2 separate regions of the Xenopus laevis genome follow, and region 2 is linked to region 1. Evidence: chromatin contacts called from public Hi-C data. All regions are on one chromosome and are shown on one strand. Each heading gives the region's core, a stretch centred on a gene start, on an enhancer-like site or on the middle of the called end of the contact. The rest is flanking DNA. Distances are from core to core; before and after follow the strand shown.

What was found. Hi-C and Micro-C count contacts between places; a contact is called where the count stands out from the background.
Region 2: a contact with region 1 is called in a Hi-C map of the XL177 cell line, with 3 times the contacts expected there. The contact joins two enhancer-like sites. A contact is called at or near these places in 2 of 4 Hi-C or Micro-C datasets (the XL177 cell line and the XTC cell line).

What each region holds. Positions count from the first base shown.
Region 1 is chr6L:138,875,147-138,879,682 of Xenopus_laevis_v10.1, reverse strand. All of the region lies in intron 19 of vps13b.L (vacuolar protein sorting-associated protein 13B), which reads left to right. Among protein-coding and RNA genes, the nearest start is that of vps13b.L, 190 kb to the left of the region's middle. Within about 2 kb of position 2,477, at least 1 of the 7 cell types and tissues checked has an H3K27ac peak or open chromatin away from gene starts, as enhancers often do.
Region 2 is chr6L:139,119,227-139,123,762 of Xenopus_laevis_v10.1, reverse strand. It overlaps osr2.L (odd-skipped related transciption factor 2 L homeolog), which reads left to right. Exons shown (of 4, transcript NM_001096884.1): 3 at 314-413; 4 at 2,612-3,077. The coding sequence ends at 2,671. Among protein-coding and RNA genes, the nearest start is that of osr2.L, 8.8 kb to the left of the region's middle. Within about 2 kb of position 2,477, at least 1 of the 7 cell types and tissues checked has an H3K27ac peak or open chromatin away from gene starts, as enhancers often do.

The sequences.
Region 1 (4,536 bases), core at 1,228-3,727:
GCAGCTCTTCCTCATAAATCTGACCCTGGCAGTGGAATGTTAACGAAGAGCAGTAATAAAAAAAAGGAGTGAGGCTGTGAGAGGGACGAGTCATGTGCTGACAGTAGCTCTAGCAAAAGATACAAACTGTAGGGAGTCTGTAAAACTCAGCAATTGTCTGTGTACTGTTGCTTTAACCTGGGCTTGGAAGTGTTAGGAAATGCAAGTGTCTGAATAAAGAAGTAAACAGGACACTCAGGGGGGTATGTAAATATTTTTTAAAATGTTTGCCACCAGAATTCTCCTAAGTGCTGTGTCAAGTTAATGACTTTACATAGCCATGGGGTTTTTGGCTCCAGAATAAGGGAATGCTGCCACCTACGGCTGTGACTGAGCTTTTCACATGATTTCGGCAAATCTGCTGATCATTTTTGTCATCCTTATACAGACGATGATGTCACTGATGTTCTTTTAGCAACGACGAGGGACAGTTAAGCTCTGCAACATTGCTGGTTGTTTAATAAGTACTATATATTCATTGAATTCAGAACACTGTGTACCAAAAGGTTTCCTTTTGAAATGTGGGTACGCTAAATAATAAAATCTGCTACTTTTGCCCCTTGTATATGTCTGTTACTATGTCAGCTACAACAAGTTGTTGTTATTATTAAGGGGTTGTTCACCTTTGCATTAACTTTTAGTAGAACGTAGAGTGGGATATTCTGAGACCAATTGGTTTTCATTTTTTATTATCTGAGTTATTTAGCTTTTTATTCAGCAGCTCTCAAATTTGCAATTGCGGCAATTTGGTTGCTAAGGTCCAAATTACCCTAGCAACCATGCATTGGTTTGAATGAGAGACTGGAATATGCATATGAAGAGGAAACCCCCTGAATAGAATAATAAGTAATAGAAATTAGCACTAATAATACATTTGTAGCCTAGCATTTGTTTTTCAGATGGAGTCAGCGACCATTTGAAAGCTAGAGTCAGAAGAAAAAGGCAAATAATTAAAAACCGAATAAATAATGAAGAACAATTGAAAACTTCAATAGAATTGGGCATTCTATAACATACTGAAAGTTAACTTTAAAGGAGAACTAAAGCTTAACTAAAGAAGTAGCTAGAAATGTTGTACATTATGTTTTGTGCTTCTGTACCAGCCCAAGGCAACCACAGCCCTTTAGCAGTAAAGATCTGTGTCTCCAAAGATGCCCCAGTAGCTCCCCATCTTCTTTTCTGCTGATTCACTGCACACGCTCAGTGCTGCTGTCACTTACTGAGCTTAGGGACCCACTCACAATATACAGTACTCATAGAATAGAAATGTCACAATATAAGGCTCATTAGTAATAAATACAGAGAATTACTACATGGCAGTATAGATAGATAGTATGATAGATAGATTAGTCTATCTATCTATCTATCTATCTATCTATCTATCTATCTATCTATCTATCTATCTATCTATCTATCTATCGACCTATCATCTATCTATCCATCTAGCTTATCTCTAAAATATATGTTTCCAGGTAAAAGACAGAGCTGTCCATTCTTCTATCAGTTTCTTTCTTTACCTTATCTGGTAAGAAATAATTGAAGTTCAGATGAAGGTGAAATATGTGCTAATTGTTTTATTACTTTGGATTTAATTAAAGCCCCCCTGGGGTTTCATGTGGAGCCCAGGAGTCTTTATGCATGAAATGATTTAAGGAAAACAAGAGAATGAAGCCCCAATTAGTTATTTCAATGTTGGTTTTTAAAAAAGTTTGTTTGTGTTCTGGCAGAAGCAGGATTCCTGACTCGGCCCCAGCTCCTGCAGTGAAATCTGACAGGGGTCACAGAAACAGCAACAAAAACAAACAGTCAAGCATTGAATGACCAGCAGTTGGCACAGTCAGCGTGTGTGCTGTCCTATCAGGTTATCAATTCCCTAGCCAAACCAGCTCTGTAACACTAGTCCTTCTACCAGCGAGACAAAAGAAGCCCTCATACTGTTAAATCTGAGGGTGTTAAAGCTGAGAGCTAATAAAGACCATGGATGTTCTACTGGACATTCCAGTGGAGGCCCTCCAGCTGTTGATGAACTAAAATTCCCAGCCCGCCTTGGCAATTAAAATTCAACACAGCTGGAGCGTTATAATGAAAACTGAAATTTTGCGAGTATTTGAAGAAGATCAATTTTGTCATTGAGTAGTGGATTCTCTGCCTGTGTTTCTCCGCTGTCCGAGATCCTTATGATGTGGCCCTAGCCTTCCCTCTGCTCAGGTGCAGGTAAAAGCAGCAGCGAAATGCAAAATCTTGTATTTCCATGCCGCATTCTACAGCATCTGCCTGCACCTGAGTGCAGTTAATGTTTTCGGGTGAAGGCATAGCAGCAGCATGCTGGCTGAGATCATTATGGTGCGGCCCTAGCCTTACTTCTGTGCAGGTAGAAACGGCAACTTTCATAGCGAAATGCAAAATCTTGTATTTCCGCGCCGCATTCTGCAGCGTCTGCCTGCATCTGAGTGGCGTTATTGTTTCCAGGTCCAGGCAGAGCAGCAGCAGAGGAGCTAATCCATATGGTGTGGCCCTAGCCTTAGCCTGATTTAAAAAGACTATGGGGTATATTTGTCAAAGAGTGAAGTTAGAGATCGCCACAGTCTGCTAGCATGAAAAACCGTCTCTCTCCATTCATTTCTATGGGATTTTTAAAGGAGTATTTACTGTATCAATGGGTGAAAGTGAATGTTCACCCTTTGATAAATATGCCTTTAAAAATCCCATAGAATTGAATAGAGAGAGAGGCGGAATTTCACTCTAGTGGACTGTGGTGATCTCTAACTTCACTCTTTGATAAATATACCCCATTGTCTTTTTAAATCAGGCTAAGGCTAGGGCCACACCATACGGATCAGCTCCTCTGCTGCTGCTCTGTCTGGACCTGGAAACCAGGCCGGACTGGCCTGATAAATATACCCCATAGTCTTTTTAAATCAGGCTAAGGCTATATACACCATTGTTTGTGCTATTTCTATAAGGGAGGTAGGAATTAATGATATATTAATGATCCTTTCCCTATGCACTGACTTCAGATGGTGACAAAATAGAATAAACTATGCTTAATTTTCAATTTTTAATAGTAACAAAGTAATTCATTGTAAATTGAAAAAGTAGTCCCAAAACATGTTACAGCATAATGTCATATAGGATGAACATGTCTGAAATCCTTGTTCTGTTTATTATTTCAGTTATTACTTTCAACTTCATTTGTGCTCCTGTTTATGGATTTAAGCCCCTTGTACCATGAGAATATTGTTCTTCCTTATTTTTAATATATTCCGTTTAGCATAAACATTGGATAAATACCATTACATACCAATACAGTTATCTGTTTTAGAGGCTTCTTGATATAAAGCATGTGTGTGTGTGTGTAAGGGCCTTCTTAATGTTCTTGTAGACAGATATTTTTATGCCCAACGCACAAGAGATAACATGAGAAAGTCCCAGATTCATTGTTATATTATTGCTCCTATTACTTCAGTGAAATAACTATGCAGACACATTGTCTCTCAGTGGCTTATTCTACGTGCACATTACAGGGGCATTAAATTACACACAGATATGGATTTTGAAACCGCATATGCAGGAATTGGTTAAAAGATTGTTGCTCAGTAAATTGTAAATATTCTGCCTTATAAGGATTTTAAACAATTTTGTTAGTGCCCATAGATATATATAGTATATATAGTATATAGTGGTGCATAGAAAAGGCTCTATAAACTATTCCCCTCTGCCCTTCGGGGCTGATTTGTGATCATTTGAGCCTCGGGTTTGGGTAAAACGAAGTTAGGAATGAGAGCTTTAACTCACTTGCATTTTTTTTTCACACAAGATGTTTGTTCCTGTGGTTGGACGTTTTGAAAAAAGAGATTTTTATTAGAAAAAGAAAACAAAAACATTTGGGGGCTAACAAGTATTTGATGCCTGAAAGTGCAAGTAATTTAAAGAACTCATGAACTTTGTTTTACATGAATTTAGGGTTACCACCTGGCCGGTATTTTACTGGCCTGGCCAGTAAAAATGATGGCTGATCCCAATGTTATTAATAGGGAAAAAATATAAATATATAGAAAGGCCGGTATTTTTTTTCCAGGAATTGTGGATAGAATGATCATAAATTAGCCCCCTAATCTAAGTAATATCTACCGTTAAAGAGAATACAGTAGAGCCTCCAAATAATGTTTTCAGGGGACTGGGAAATGGTGTAAAAATCCGGGAAAACTCAACATCAGTAAATTGTAAAATTGAGGTTTCACTGTATATTTGTCTTTAAACTTTAAAACTCATCTGGTGATATAGTAAGAAAATGTATTCAGTAAACCCTACATATACACCATTATGCATCTCTTAGTCTGTACAGTACTGGAAAGCTTGTTACCCAGAAAGCTCTGAAATACGGGGAGTCCATTTCTCAGAGTTCATTTGAAACAATTCTAATTTTATGAAACTATTTCTTTTTTCTCTGTAATAATAAAACAGAAGCTTGATGGTAACTAAGCTGCATACATAGCA
Region 2 (4,536 bases), core at 1,228-3,727, 240 kb before region 1:
TATGTACAGGAGCTGTGTAGATAAGATCCCAAGGCCATTGTTGTGCAGGTAATTAAACTAATAGTTTAGAGTAAGACAATGCTCAGTGTTTGTGCCTCGCACACCTACAGTCGAATATATTGGCCAGACAGGACCTGCAAAGCTTTTCATCAGCATCACTGATCTGTTCTCAATTGGCCAATTCTGGTTAACCATCCACAGAAGGGGCAGGGAAGGGGGGTCGTCCAAGGCAAGGGGGTGATAAGGGATTATGGACTGATTCATGTGGCCCAGTGTTTGCTCACAGTGTTTGAACCTTGTTATTGATTTGCAGATACATTCATTCCAAAGAGAAACCATTCAAATGTCAGGAGTGTGGCAAAGGATTCTGTCAGTCCAGAACTCTGGCCGTGCATAAAACCTTACACATGCAGGTGAGACGGACTTCCCCTTCTTCTTCTACTTCCATCTCTCTTCCAAGGGGCCTCGGCCTGATGCTCTCTAGCAGTAACTGGGGGTGATGGGAGTTGTAGTTGGACAACAGTCATAGGCTGAAGCCCCCAAAGGACATGTTTTGCAGCTGTAATACTTCAGATGGTCATATTCAGAACTGACTTCAGGGGGTGCAACTAGGTGCCGTGAACCCAAAACCGTTCCACCCTGCAGACTTATCTCCTATATATATATATCTATATATATGTGTGTGTATGGTAAGAGATGATGTGTCAGAAGAAGGGCCTGTAACTGAGGGCTAGTGTGTATAGTAAGTATTGTATAGTACTAGTGTGTATAGTAAGTATTGTATAGTACTAGTGTGTATAGTAAGTATTGTATAGTACTAGTGTGTATAGTAAGTATTGTATAGTACTAGTGTGTATAGTAAGTATTGTATAGTACTAGTGTGTATAGAAAGTATTGTATAGTACTAGTGTGTATAGTAAGTATTGTATAGTACTAGTGTGTATAGTAAGTATTGAATAGTACTAGTGTGTATAGTAAGTATTATATAGTACTAGTGTCTATAGTAAGTATTGTATAGTACTAGTGTGTATATAAAGTATTGTATAGTACTAGTGTGTATAGTAAGTATTGTATAGTACTAGTGTGTATAGTAAGTATTGTATAGTACTAGTGTGTATAGTAAGTATTGAATAGTACTAGTGTGTATAGTAAGTATTGTATAGTACTAGTGTGTATAGTAAGTATTGTATAGTACTAGTGTGTATAGTAATATTGTATAGTACTAGTGTGTATAGTAAGTATTGTATAGTACCAGTGTGTATAGTAAGTATTGTATAGTACTAGTGTGTATAGTAAGTATTGTATAGTACTAGTGTGTATAGTAAGTATTATATAGTACTAGTGTGTATAGTAAGTATTGAATAGTACTAGTGTGTTTTGTAAGTATTGTATATTACTAGTGTGTATAATAAGTACTGTATAGTACTAGTGTGTATAGTAAGTATTGTATAGTACTAGTGTGTATAGTAAGGCAAGATATAGGATAGTAAAATGGTGTACGTAAGTGTGAGACAGTGTGTATAGTAAGACTAAATCCTGTTGGGGAAAGACCGAGAACTTTTATAGATGTGTGTAGTAAGAAAATATTGTAGGGGCTCATTTATCAACACTGGGCAAATTTGCCTGTGGGCAGTTACCTATAGCAACCAATCAGTGATTAGCTTTTTGAAACCAGCTGCAAGTGGAGCAATTTATGCAGCAATCTGATTGGTTGCCATGGGTTACTGCCCATAAGCAAATTTGCCCAGTGTTGATAAATAACCCGGTGCCTCTAATTGATATTAATGCGCCAAGTGCTCCCATACAGGTTGTTTTGCACCTCACTATTAATGTGGCCCCTAGTGCTAATAAAGTGCTAATAAAGGACTGCCACTGTACAGATGGGACGCACTTCAGGACTTAGACAATATGAAATTAAATGAATCACTTACCTCTAGTGATTAAATGCTCCCCCATAATTCTTCTGCATCAGGGCTTTCCATAGGGAAGATTCCACATCTGTATCCGCAGGTTCTCCCTATAGAAAAGAATACGTGAATTCAAATCTATACCCTGTTATGGGTGTTCAGAGCCAGAGTTTGAGACGTATGTGGCCCCCAAATATACATTATATATGTATTTATATCAGTAAGTGGTGTCAAACCTGTGGCAATTGTTCAATTGCAAATCCCTGCATCCCTATATGGTATTCAGATTACAGCATAAAGAGGAGCTGTACAGTTTACACACCCCTTATGTCCTGATCCCCAAGTGTTACACAAGAGAATATCTTCTATTCCCCCCTCTGATCCTTTCTACCCTATAAAACAGGCCCTGGATTATTATAGTCTAAGCAGCTTCATCTGAAAGTGACCTGTACGACGTTTCCATCAGCTAAACTGAGGCTTCCTCGGATCTTTTGGCTGCTAGGGGGCGCTCCCTGTTAAGTGATGCTTAGACTGTTGCCCTGTTTGGTGTTGTAGTCACATTAAATAACGCAGGAGAGACGGTGTAAAGGATTAATCCTTTGCTTGCTTCAAATCTGAACAGGAATCACCCCACAAATGCCCCACATGTGGAAGAACCTTTAATCAGAGAAGTAATCTGAAAACTCACCTTCTTACCCATACAGACATCAAGCCCTACAGTTGTGAGCAGTGCGGAAAAGTTTTCCGGAGAAATTGCGATTTGAGGAGACACAGTCTGACCCACAGCCCCAGACAGGACTTCTAGAGATGGGCCCCACCTCCTTCTCCCCCCCCCCCACATTCCCCAAGTACTAGGGTGGGGGACCACTGCTAAAGCACAAGGACTTGTTAGAATGGACTGAACCTCTGCAAGGATGGCCCAGCAGAACTACAGCTCCCATCATCTGCTGGCAGGGGATGCTGGGACTTGTAGTGTAATACAAAAGCCGGCCTGCTCCAGAGCGAAGGCTGATGTTGTGCTCTGTACAGATAACGGCTCATTTTAGAGCTATGTAAATAGCGCTATACTTTTTTTATTATTATTATTATTGTGCACAATGGTACAGATGTTGGAAGGATACAGCCTTAATACTATATTGTAAACAATAAAAACGAAAATCTGTTTTGCAATGTTGCACTTTATCTCTCCTTTCTTGCCATTTGGTTCCTATGTGAATATTTCATTTGCAAGAGGGCAAAAATGCAGACTATATCCTGGGCCCCTTGCCCACAGAGCTTACCATCTGGTTTGGGAAACACTGGCATATGTGTAAAGTAACCAGAATCCAACCTGACACTTTAGCAAGAAAGGGCATCGTATGTGCAAAACTAGGGGTCCCAGCAGCACCAGAGCCCCAAAAACTAGAATCTAGTATTGTTCAACATAAATACATAGTAATAATAATATAAAAGCCCCCATATGTTATATCTGTTTAGGGGGAAAAGTGGCTTTTGGTGGCAGCTTTGTGTGTGTTTGTGTTTGTATGACTGTGTGTGTGTGTTTGTATAACTGTGTGTGTGTTTATATGACTGTGTGTGTGTGTGTTTGTATGACTGTGTGTGTATTTGTATAACTGTGTGTGTGTGTTTGTATGACTGTGTGTGTGTTTATATGACTGTGTGTGTGTGTTTGTATGACTGTGTGTGTATTTGTATAACTGTGTGTGTGTGTGTGTGTGTGTTTGTATAACTGTGTGTGTTTATATGACTGTGGGTGTGTGTCTGTATAACTGTTTGTGTGTTTGTATGACTGTGTGTGTTTGTATGACTGTGTGCGTGTGTTTGTATAACTGTGTGTGTTTGTATGACTGTGTATGTGTGTGTTTGTCTAGCTGTGTGTGTTTGTATGACTGTGTGTGTGTGTGTGTTTGTAAGACTGTGTGTTTGTATGACTGTGTGTGTGTGTGTGTGTGTGTGTTTGTTTGACTGTGTGTGTGTTTGTATGACTGTGTGTGTGTGTTTGTATGACTGTGTGTGTGTGTTTGTATAACTGTATGTGTGTGTTTGTATAACAGTGTGTATGAATACATAGGCAGTGTGCTAGTGGCATGGAGTGTACACTGTACAAAATGTCACAGTGAGGAGCATAAATGGAATTCATTGGGCCCAGGACATAGTATTGGAGGCTTATTGGGAAATCACTAGTTGTGAATAGGAAAGCTGAGTGAACTCTAAAGCAGTCAGTTAATTACAGACAGGACTGAGCAATAAATGCTGAGCCATAGAAAACTTGTGCAACTAACCAACACCAGGGCAAATGAATCACAGCACACACCAGGGATTATGTATTGGCTCATTGTCACTGCTGCTATAAATCTATTTTATTCTTTTATATAACAACACAGGGACCCGTTGTTTGATCCCAGCAAGTTCTTTCCCTGGGTCTGACAAAAACCCAAAACACTCACATAGAAATGTTGATCCATATTATAGATGATTCTAAAATAAACTGCCCTGTAGTGGATTTGTGCTTATGCCTGGGACTTCTGCACTTAGTGCTTTAAAGGGGATCTCTACCAAAATGCTATTTAGCTTTGTTTCTTGCACAAGGAAAGATAAATAGAATTTTAAACCACATTACAATATATAT